Linked DNA regions of Mus musculus: all the other regions are linked to region 2. Evidence: chromatin contacts called from public Hi-C and HiChIP or PLAC-seq data. All regions are on one chromosome and are shown on one strand. The core of a region is the stretch at or near the end of the contact, and the rest is flanking DNA. Distances in the headings are between cores, read along the strand shown.

Region 1 (3,787 bases), core at 373-2,872, 390 kb after region 2:
TGACCTGATTCTCAGCAGCCTTCATACTCTGTGTTAGGGACTTAAACTATGCTTTCCCATAATGATTATTTTTGTTATTAATAGATAATGTACTCACTATTTGGTCATTAACATGCAATAGCACATTCCCCAGAAATGCATCTGTTGACGCTCTTCCTTGAGTTGAATGATATTTAACTGGAGCTGAATGAATGGTCAGTGCTAATATTAAGTAACATGCATGATCTGTTCTTATAAAATCCTGAACATTTTGCTTGCTATGCTCCATTATACTTTTGGTGGGCTGATTTTGCTTTTGCTTTTTCTCATTTTGTAATTTAATTATTATCATGATTTTATAAATGGCTGGTGTATTTAAATCAATAAAATTTTAAATTTTACAAAAAAAAAAAAAGATCCAGACCAGCCAGAGCATCACAGTGAGACCTTTTCTCAAAAACAAACAAACAAAAAAAAAATAAATAACATGGGAGTGTTCTAGGAAAGAAGGAAAGAAAGAAAGAAAGAAAGAAAGGAAGGAAGGAAGGAAGGAAGGAAGGAAGGAAAAAAGAAAGAAAGAAAGAAAGATAGAAAGAAAGAAAGGAAAGAAAGGAGGAAAAGACAAGACAACTTCCCAAAGGCGAGAACATCCAAAACAGCTTTATCCACTCATGAAAGCCCCAAATGGAAACAAACTTACAAACTGTCTGTTACAGTGCAGTCCAAATATTGAAACCACGTAGAAATTTGAAAGAGGGACTTTATTAAGTAATCATATAATTAATTCCGTTTTTTTTTTTTTTTCTTTCTAAGACATGTTTTTACTGTGACCCAAGCTGTTTTGGAACTCAATGTGTAGTTTAACCTGAGGCCAGGGATACCTCACTATGCCCAGCTTAAGAAGGAAATGTTAAAACAAACCAGCCAGTTTAGTAGGCTCATGCCTGTAATCCAAACACTTCAAAGTAGATGTAGGAGAATCATGGTAAGTTCATGGCCAGCCTGGGCTACATAGGAGACCTTGTCTCAAGAAAAGATAATAACAAAAGAAAAACACATCAATTTAGCATTGGAGCAGCTATGAAGATGTAAAAGGAGAGGGAAAAGCCTGGTATCCTTCAGTGGTAGAGTACTTGCCTAGCACGCACAAGGCCCCGAGTTCAAAATGACCTAAGGACTATCCTAAAGCTGAAGGAAGATACCCAAAGAAACAAATTGGAAGGTGGGACTCTTCCTAAAGCTGTGACGCAAACCTGTTAGCAAACATGTACGATAATGTAAGAAGTCGGCTGTGCTACAAAGGCTAGCCTTGGTAGAAGAAACACGAGTGCCCAGAATAGTCATGAACCTACTTGCACACAGAATGGTGCAAGACCTGGTGTTGGAAGCACCCTGGAGCAGAAGCTGAGACTTGGCACACAGGAGTCACGAATGTCCATGTCCGGGCCAGCTGAGATGGGCAGTGTCCTCATTGGGAGCATTGTTCAAGGCGGCTCTGGACTAGGGTTGTATCTTTATAGGTGTTAATGTGATGGGGACATGTAGTCGGGGCAAAACACAAACAGATAGCCCATGCATGTGCTGTTGGCACAGACGGGGAGAGTAAAACAACTCACCAGAAGGAAATGCAAGTTCCTTCCTGCTGCAATGGCTCTGCAGCGCCATCTACTGACAAAATGTCGTGCTCTCATTGAAAGAAACTTGAAGCCGCTGCTCTTAACCTGTGGGTCGACCCTTTTTGGGGCGTCATCTGTTAGTCGCCTAAGTATTTTATGGTTGGGGGGTCACCACAACATGAGGAACTCTATTAACGGGTCACAATTTTAGGAAGGTTAAAAACCACTACCTTTAAGGAACTATGACAGAACAGGCAACGGAAGGAAGATTGGAAGAAGTAACAGATGTATAACTGTCACATCTACCCACAGTGGGGGAAAATCCACCTGTGGCATATTGAGATGGGCAACCATAGGACACTACTGTGCTTGCAAAAGCAACAGCAGGGATGAAGTGTCAAAATGACAACAACATGTGCGTGCTGAAGGAAAGGTATTACACAAAGGGTAAATGCCTTCATTACATGAAATTTTAGAACATTCAAGACTAATTTGCAGGGGGCGTGGGGAACGTCAATTAGTAAACTAAGTGTGGTGGCTTAGGCTTGTAATTCCAGCACTTGGGAAACTGATGTATGAGGATCAAGTGTTCAAGGATAGTCTAGGTTACCTAGCCACACCCTACCCTCCCCCAAGCAAAACAACAGAAAGAGTACATTACATCTGTAATTATACCCCCGTAATGCCTATTTTCAAAATGTTGTCTGAAAACAGGAGTCTATGGTATAGGATGGAGACTACTATCCGTTCCAAATCCTGCTCCCGGGGAATTCCTGGCCAGGAGCCATTTGAAAAGACTGAAGCTTTGGTAGACGAGAACAAACAAACAAAAAGGAAAAAAAACAAAAAAACAAAAAACGAACTACAGGCTAATCTAATGGAGTCTTCTCAATTGAGAGTCCCTCTTCTCAGATGACTCCAGCTTGTGTCAAGTTGACAAAACAAAAAACAAAAACAAAAACAAAAAACTATAGCAGCACATTTAGCCATCATCAGTCACACAGTGTCCATAGTTCAGCCCCAGGCCCATGTGGTGTGAGGGGACAATGACAGAAGACTGGCTTATCAAGGTTGGATACTGTGACTCCTGCCCTTAGTCCCAGCACTCAGGAGACATGGGAAGGTGGATCTCTGAGTTTAAGGTCAGCCCAGTCATAGGAAGTTTCAGATCAACCAGGGCTACATGGTGAGACAGTTTCAAAAGCAAACTGGCTGTTGAAGCATCAATGTTCACGGAGTAGGGAGGAGCAACCTGCCAAAGAAAAGGCCTCGCTGAAGATTCCACCGACTGCCGAAAGTGAGTCACTGAGAACTGCACATGAGACCAACACCTGTGCCAATAATAACTATGAGAGGGGATTGTGAAGAGGTTGCCAAACTGTGGCCGCCAGCTCCTTTATAAATAAAGCCTAGCATAGCTCACTAGCTAGTGTCACCTGTATGGCTGGTAGAGTGGGGGCTCGCAGTCTTGACTGCTTTATGTCTGTATGTTTGCCTAGAAATTGCATAGATTGGTAAAGGATATCTTCCAGGACCCAGGAATGAAGATCTAGGCTAGTCCTAAAATATCAGACAGGCTGTGGTGGGATATGCCTTTAATTCCAGCACTCTGGAAGCAGAGGCAGGGTCTCTGCAAACTCAAGGCCAGTCTGATCTGCAGAGAGAGTTCCAGGCCAGCCAGGGTGACATAATGAGATCCTGTATCAATAATAATAATAAGAAGAAGAATATTATTGTCTCCTCTGACTGAGTGTGGTAGTGCACACCTGTAATCCCAGCACTCTGGAGGCAGAGGCTGGAAGATCAGGAGTTTCATAGCACGTTTGACCTAGCCTGGGCTACGTAAGACTCTGGGTTTTGTTGTTGTTGTGGGTGTTTTTTTAAATCATCCCTTCAACAAAACCATATTTTTTTGTAGGTTTTATAAAATTATCTCATGTGGTTAGGGATGTAGCTCAATGGTGGAATGTTGGCCTAGCATATGGAAGGCCCTGGGTTCAATCCTCAGCCCTGCAAAATGAGTGCCTGAATGAATGATACTAATAAATGAATACTGTTGATAAAAAGTCCCTTCCTTACCTGTGTCTGAGAAATGTCAGTGACCCAGAGGGATCTTGAATTTCTCCTATGCTGTGTATGCATTGAGTGGTTTTATATGGTGGAAGATTAGACTGACAGCCCATAATCCAGTG
Region 2 (3,793 bases), core at 841-3,340:
ATACCTCTGCCAAAAATACCTAACACAACCTCTAAACTTTGGTCCACACACAGAAAATATAAGTGTTGCTTAAAGCCATTTCATAGGAAATAACATAGGGCCTATGTTGTTGCAGCAAAAGAATTTCCTCAACTGGCTCCAGAGGAGCTTTGACCTCCTTTCATTTCTCTGCCTCCTAAGCTTCTGGGCCTATAGGACCCATCCAAGAGAGCTGAATTCCAGGATAGAGGGAAAATGCGAGCTTGATTTAACAGTATGGTACTTTTTCTGCAGTAACTGACAATATTTTCCTGCTGTGTTCTATTTCTTTTCGGTTTTCTTAAGTCCAAAATCTTATTTTTACCCACCAAGGCTACAATGGCTTGACCTACCTTGTGCCTTCCAGTCTTTACTCTAATGTTTCCTTATAGTCCCCCCCCCCTTTCCCCTTAGCAAGCTGCTATGGTATTAAGGAACCAGCTGACAGGAAGCATAAACAGCCAAATAGTCCTTTTAGCAAATACCTGTTGAGCCTTTACTGTGTGGCAGAGGTTTCTGCCAAACACTAGCCAGGAAAAGGGAAAACAGACTCATGTCTGCAATGGTGGAAAAGAAAATCTACATACTCTATAGAAGGGTGACAACAGAAATGTTACAGAGGCAAGTCCAGACAGTCACTGGATGCATGGAGGATGGGTACTGCAGATACATTCAAACCAGGTCTTGAGGCCCAGACCACTCTCTGGCCTCCTTTGCAGCCGTCTGCAGGGTCTGAGGTGTCCTAACTGCCTGCAGTTGCTCTTCACCTCTACTGCCTAGAGTTCTTCCTCTTTAAAACTTTCTTGAGTGATTTATCTCCCCAGATTTCCATTTCCTCACTTCCCTCAAAGACACTTACATGAGCCTTTTGCTTTTTAAAAATTATGACAATATTTTGATAGAAATTAGTATGTAAAAATAACAAGTGTGAAACATTTCCCAATGTTGTCCAAATCCAGTATCCTGATGTAGATTGGAAATTGTATGTCTAGGCCGCTGCTAACAACAGCAGTATTATTTCGGCATAGCCTCCCTGTTGTTGGGCAGATTTCTTGTGAACACAGCACCCTAGGTGAGCGCACTTCCTGAAAGAGGCCCAGCCAGGTGATGAAGCAGATAGCATTATGTTCATAGTTGTTTGCACAGGTTGAGTCAGACCACACCAGAGCCCTGAGGGTGCAACAGACCTGGCCTGGCACTCCCATGATTACACGCCCTTTGGAGTTAGAGGCAAAAATCAAAGCCCTTGAGCAAGGAAAAGAGCAGGAAGAAAACAAGTGGGCAAGCAGCCTGGCACTGCCTTTTGTAACCTGCCAAGCCTAAGACACACATGAGCTGAGCTTCTCCAGCCGGCACGACCCATCGTTGTACAACTTACTTCTTTGTGTACTTGACTCCACAGCCGTGTTTGACCGGGAACAGCACACTCTGAACCTCCCAGCAGTCAACAGCATCACCTATGTCCTCCGTTTCCTGGAGAAGCTCTGCCACAACCTTCGAAGTGACAATCTGTTTGGCAACCAGCCCTTTACACAGACTCACTTATCACTCACTGCCACAGAGTATAATCACAACCACGACAGGTACCTACCAGGTAGGAGCTGGGATGGGGACTGGGCTGAGCTGTGGCTGTGCAGCCAGGAGCGCCTGCGAGCCTAGCACCCACACTCCGGAGATCTGGTTTCTGCCCTTTACCCTTGCCACATCTGGGTTAATCTAGGGGGTTTTGGGTTTCTGCCACTTTAAGTCTTCAGAATTTTGCTGTCACTCTAGAATCTCTCTTTCCTCTGGACCCCTGTCTCGAGAAGTTGTCCTATGGGTTCCTTCTGTGCAGCCCAAGAAGCCCCAGCACATCTCTCAGTATGAATCAGAGGCCTCATGCAGCTCTCCTTTGCTAGCTACAAGGTTTACTCTTAGGCTAGAGATGGAGGAAGTTGTTCCTTTTGATTGGCCATCCATTCTTTTCTTTGGCATGTGGCCCTAACTTCTAGCATTGCCAGTCTAACAAGTCCATTCAAGTTCCTGCTGTTTCCAACTAGGCTGGAAAATAACTTTTTAGTTAACATACCAGAGCCACAATGAGAAAGCGGATGCCACGTGGCTAGGTCAGTGACTAAGCACTTCCCAGAGTGCTTGAAGAATGAGTGGAGCTCGGCAGCTCTGATCTGGAATACAGGACACAGAACCGAGGGAGGGAGGAAAGCTTGGTCCAAACAGAGAGAGGTAGGTTGCTGTTAAATGGGAGGAATTGTTCTTTAAAAGACACCTGTGATGGTGCCCTGAGTAGAGAGGAGGTACGTCAGCCTGGGGCTACTCTGTCTATCTCAGGTTCGTGAGTCTGAAAGGTGCCTGGGGCTTCTGCATGGGTCTCACTCCCACACTCCCTTTCCTGATGTCTTTTCATCAGACTCTTAATGAAAAGACTTCTGACGAAAGTATCACTTCTAGAGAATGTACTCAGGGAAGAGACCACACAACCAGTCTCCTCTGACCCCTCTATACTTCTGCCACAAATGAGGATTGCTTATGTGATTTGAGGTGAAAAGATACCTAAACTACTCCTTTGCCTGCATGTCAACCAAACATCTGGGCCCTGCAGCTGTCTCATGCCTCTCAGGTGGTTCTTTTCTTCAGAGGAAACTTCTTAAACTACCTGCTCTAAATTGCTTTTTTTTTTTTTTTAAACATCAGAACCTATAAGAACAGTCCTTCAGTTAGAATGTTGTATTGGATAGGCTGGAGTTGGAACAGACAAAGACAACGTGTTAAATATTCTCAGCCATTGTCATTTGGGAGCCCTGGGCTCTGTTTCCCTAATGAAAGGCCTGACTGGAAATCTGAAAGAGGAGGTGCATGAGAGGGAGCTGCACAAAGAGAAGAAACTTAGAACACTGCCCCTCATGAACTGGGAAAGTACAGCGGCTGCTGGGGGCATGCCCGCAGTGGGCCTCTAGTCATGAAGAAGAGTAGGGGTACCCTTTCTAGCTGTGACTGTGTCCCATCAACCCCATGTCAGACAGGCTGCACCAACTCTGAGCCTCTCTGCCCACCAAGCTGTTCTTCATGGGAGGTTTCAGCATGTTGTCTACTTGCATCCTGCCTTCTGTTTACTTCTTACTAGTAGTTTTAACTGTGCCCAGACAAGCCAGGCCTTTGTCTAGACTTCTGACTCCTCCTCTCTGTAGCTTGTCTTCTCTGCCTGCCTGTTCCTCTGCTCTGATACCTCATTGGCACCTATATTTTTCTGGTTATTTACCGGCCCTCTGCAGAGCCCCATTAGTATCTGTAGCTTTTTTTGTTTGTTTTTCCTTTAAACCTGTTTTGTTGCCATTCCCCCACATTTCCTGGAGCCCTTTCCCCTTCCTGCCTTGCCACCACCTTGCCCTACGACATCTGTGGACTTGGCTCAGCTGACCATGTACTTACAATGTAACAGAGAACCATCAAAAGTTCATATCCTGTTAAGTTTCCTTACCTGAACTGAGATTTACTGTTCTCACTGCTCTATTTTAGAAACTTTCAAACCTATAGAAAAATTACAACAAAAGTAAAACGCATCTTCACGAAGAGTCACTTTTAACTTTTTGTAGCATTTGCTCTGTTGCACTGTTCACACATATACTGGTATCTATATATTTAATACATATCTATGTACATGACTTTTGTTTATTTAACACACAAGAATTAACTGCAAGTGAAATTTTATCTTGATTGTTTGTTTTGGTTTTTCAAGACAGGATTTCTTTGTGTGGCCCTGGAACTAGGACTATAGACC
Region 3 (3,429 bases), core at 244-2,743, 390 kb before region 2:
CTCTAGTCTTGGCCATCGTATTCACCCAATCTCACTTGTGCTTCCCCAGCAGCCTCAGCCGAAAACCTGACGTTTCTGAGTGGAGATCACCCTTGGTTAGGCTATGTTCATCTGTCTGTCCATCTCTCTTCCCATTAGCTCTGTCTCCTGTCTACTCATCTAACAGTGTCCCTGTTCATGCGCCCCCCCCCCACGCACACACACACACACACACACACACACACACACACACACACACACACACAGGTTTTCTTGTCCCCACCCCCGGCTCTATCTGTCTGCCCATTCTCCTTTTCCCCTCTGGACTGGCCTCCCATACATTCCCACGTGTGGACATCCATCCTCCGATCATGTAGCCGCCCATCTTTCCATCTGCTTACAGGCCAACTTCCACCAGTTCCCCTGTTTATTTTTCCCCGTGGACCTTGCCTCCTCTGTCTGCCTGCCTGCCATCGGCTTCTCCTCCAGTGTCCATCTGTCCTCATGCTTCTATCTTTCTCTCCATGTTCCTCCATTCGCCATACCTCGTCCCCCTGTGCACTCGTTCCCAGAGACTCCATCTTTCCATTCTACCTCCTTCCGTCCATCCATTCAGACTCAACAATTTAAGGCTCATGGGACAGCGTACCTGACCCCGGGAGCTTCAGACATGTTATAGGATCAGCCATGTGGAAATACAACAGTCCTCAGAGCACAACCCAAAGGAACTTCCTGTGACGTCTGTCTGTGTTCTCTGGGGACAGGACAGGGAGCTTAGCCTCTCCTCCCTGAACCTGCTGTCCACAGAGCTCCTCACCCTGCAGCCTGTCACAGGTGTGCACCATGGAGAACCTGACATCACTGTTGCTGTTGTTGTTACCCTGGCCTCAGAAGCTATCGCTCCAGTTCCCCAGCCTATGGGGCCAGGCCTACAACTTGGGGCAGTACCTCAGGGCTTCACAGAGCCTTGGACAACCCATTCCCATAGCACTCTAGTCCTCTGTCTGCACTGTGCCCCAGAGAGGGGGCTGTCCCTAAGACAGTCCCAGCCTGCGTCCCAGAGCCTGTGGGGCTCATGTCCCTTGCTGCTCACCTCACTGCTCCTGCAAGGAACCATGCCCTGCTTTCTCTGCTTAGACCCTAAGGATTGGCCTGATTGTAGTATACTCGGTCAGAAGAACTTCTCAGCCCGCAGCTACTGTATTAGTCATGAGAATCCCATGTCACTCCAGCATTTAAGATTGCAAATCATCTTATCTGAGTGTGCCACCAGCCCCGGGGCCCAAACATAAGACAGAAGCAGAAGAAAAAAAATGCACCTGAGTGGTCTTTCAACTTCTCTGTGTTTTAACCAGCATCTCTGGTTCTCACTGTACCCTGCCCCCTCCCCCCCAGCTGCATGCCCTCCCTGCCCCAGCTCCTGTGTTTGACCTTCTGTAGCAGTTACAGTTGCATAGTCTGGCTGCATGCTGGAGCACAGGAGGCCTTGGCCCCTGCCCAGCCCTCGGCACTTGTGTAAGGAGCTGTGGCCTGGCAGCTGTGTATTGCCCTCCCCCTACCACCAGGCCATGAGTCTGTTCTCATTTCTTTCCAGGGAATCTGACTAAGCACATGAAGTCGAAAGCCCACAGCAAAAAGTGCCAAGAGACGGGGGTGCTGGAGGAGCTGGAAGCCGAAGAAGGTACTGTACCAACCTCCTCTTTCCCTAACTCCCTCTCCACTTCACATCCCTCCCCCTTACCCCTGACCTTCCCCCTTTCCAGACACCCTCATTTCTACTACTGTTCCCCTTCCTCTCTCTCCCTCCCACCATCTTTCCCTTCTATGTCCTCCCTTCTAGTTTGCTGAACAACTGGGAAGCAGCAAATGTTAAATTCATAAAATGCTCCCCAGTGCCACAGAGCCAGTCACTGTGCAGTTCAGTATAACCTAGTGTTCCAGCAGAAAGCCAGCCCCAACGGGAACTCGGCGCACCCAGTGTGTGCCAAGCACAGTCTAAACACGTGCCTTGAGTTGTCTTAGTGGGACCTGGATAGATCTTCAGGCACTTAACTAGAAGTCTCTTCTGATAGGAACCTGCAATGTGGTCTGTGGGACTGCGAGTGTCACTGAGAAAGGCAAAGCTAGATCGGGTAGGTCCATCCCTTCTCGGCCCTGACACATCACTACAACCTGACTATGGTCCTCCAGCATCAGAAACAAGCTAGAGGCAGACTGATAGCAGACAAGGCAGGGGACACGGGTAAGGAGGGAGGCCAGAGGGGCTGCGGCAGATAGAATGACAAACCTTAGCTGTAGATTCTCAGGAGTCAGGGTCAGGGCTTAGTGTGACAAGACGAAGAAGGGAGTGGGTCAGGGGGGTGGGGGGCAGAGAAGAAAGGAGAAAGCTGTGGTTTTTATTTTCTGTTTGTGAAGCAATCTAACAAGAGTTAGATCATGTTTCTTTTAACACTGAATAAACCAATGTTTACAACAATCCACTCAAAGCACTGTCTTCACAAATTATAATGTGAGGCCCCCATGTTGTCAAAATGCATGCCAGGCTACTATAGATGGTGTCCTGGCGAGGGCCCTGTAACATAAGCCCAGACATGGGACCATGAAGGACCATGAAAGACAGGGGGCCTTGGCTGACCTCTATCCTCTATCCTTGAGTATAATGGGAGTGATACATATGTCCTCTGCCTGTGTGCGGAGAACTCCAGCAGGGGTGTAGGGATGTGATCTAGGCCAGACACATGAGCACAGTTCAGGTGAGAAGTGGTCTGATTCCAGATGCTTTCAGAGACTGAGCCCATAGATGGTCCTGCTACATCATAGAGGGCAGAGGAGGGGAGGGAAAGGGCCAGGGATGGCTCCAAGCTTTGTAACCTAAGAGACTGGAAGGATGGAGTTGTTACTTCATGCACCAAGGCAGACCCAGCGACGGGCATTAGGATCTGGGTATCCTAAACATAGAGTTGGTAGCAGGAACTGCCCTGAAGAGCACCAAGCCAGGATGCCCTAGCTCCAGCACACTGCTAAGGAATGGGTTGTCAGCCACTGCCACCCTGTGGCCAGTCTTAGAAACTGCACCCAGAAGGTTCTGTCCAGTGCCTTCCACTAGATTTGAAAGCACTAAAGGCAGAAAAAGGCCCATATGGAATATCAGGAAAGGGGGGGGGGGTGCTGAGCAGGCAGGGGAACCCTTTAGATGCCTGCAGGAATCAGATGTGGAGTGCCTGAAGTAGTGTGGTCTGGAGAGGGCTTCTTCCATCATCCCCGCCACACTGGGACTCATACAGGGGGCCTTCACTTTCTCCTCAGTAAAGAAGGGCTTTGGGGCCTGTCTTGATGGATGTCAGGAGATGCTGGCCCCAACTCCCTCCCCAGTCAGGACCCTGCTTCAGCCTTCATGTGCAGATGCTAACAGTGCCACCCTGGCCACCTGCCTATGGGAGGGGGAGACAC

What was found. HiChIP or PLAC-seq counts read pairs in DNA pulled down with a chosen protein or histone mark. Hi-C and Micro-C count contacts between places; a contact is called where the count stands out from the background.
Region 1: a CTCF HiChIP or PLAC-seq map of the NIH/3T3 cell line shows a contact between it and region 2, with 5 read pairs. The contact joins two enhancer-like sites. A contact is called at or near these places in 3 of 39 promoter capture datasets (cranial neural crest, hippocampal neurons and neural stem cells), 1 of 15 datasets of contacts at CTCF or cohesin (the NIH/3T3 cell line) and 1 of 9 other capture datasets (embryonic stem cells).
Region 3: a Hi-C map of the C2C12 cell line shows a contact between it and region 2, with 2.4 times the contacts expected there. The contact joins two enhancer-like sites.

Annotation. Positions count from the first base shown.
Region 1 is chr4:120,908,374-120,912,160 of GRCm38.p6, forward strand. No RefSeq gene overlaps it. Among named protein-coding and RNA genes, the nearest start is that of Exo5, 15 kb to the right of the region's middle. Within about 2 kb of position 1,623, at least 13 of the 459 cell types and tissues checked have an H3K27ac peak or open chromatin away from gene starts, as enhancers often do. A contact at or near this core is called in the NIH/3T3 cell line, where this site is marked.
Region 2 is chr4:120,515,466-120,519,258 of GRCm38.p6, forward strand. It overlaps Scmh1 (sex comb on midleg homolog 1), which reads left to right. Exons shown (of 18, transcript NM_001379185.1): 14 at 1,421-1,612. Among named protein-coding and RNA genes, the nearest start is that of Slfnl1, 15 kb to the right of the region's middle. Within about 2 kb of position 2,091, at least 115 of the 459 cell types and tissues checked have an H3K27ac peak or open chromatin away from gene starts, as enhancers often do. A contact at or near this core is called in the C2C12 cell line and the NIH/3T3 cell line, where this site is marked.
Region 3 is chr4:120,126,703-120,130,131 of GRCm38.p6, forward strand. It overlaps Hivep3 (human immunodeficiency virus type I enhancer binding protein 3), which reads left to right. Exons shown (of 9, transcript NM_010657.3): 7 at 1,574-1,660. Among named protein-coding and RNA genes, the nearest start is that of Edn2, 33 kb to the right of the region's middle. Within about 2 kb of position 1,494, at least 50 of the 459 cell types and tissues checked have an H3K27ac peak or open chromatin away from gene starts, as enhancers often do. A contact at or near this core is called in the C2C12 cell line, where this site is marked.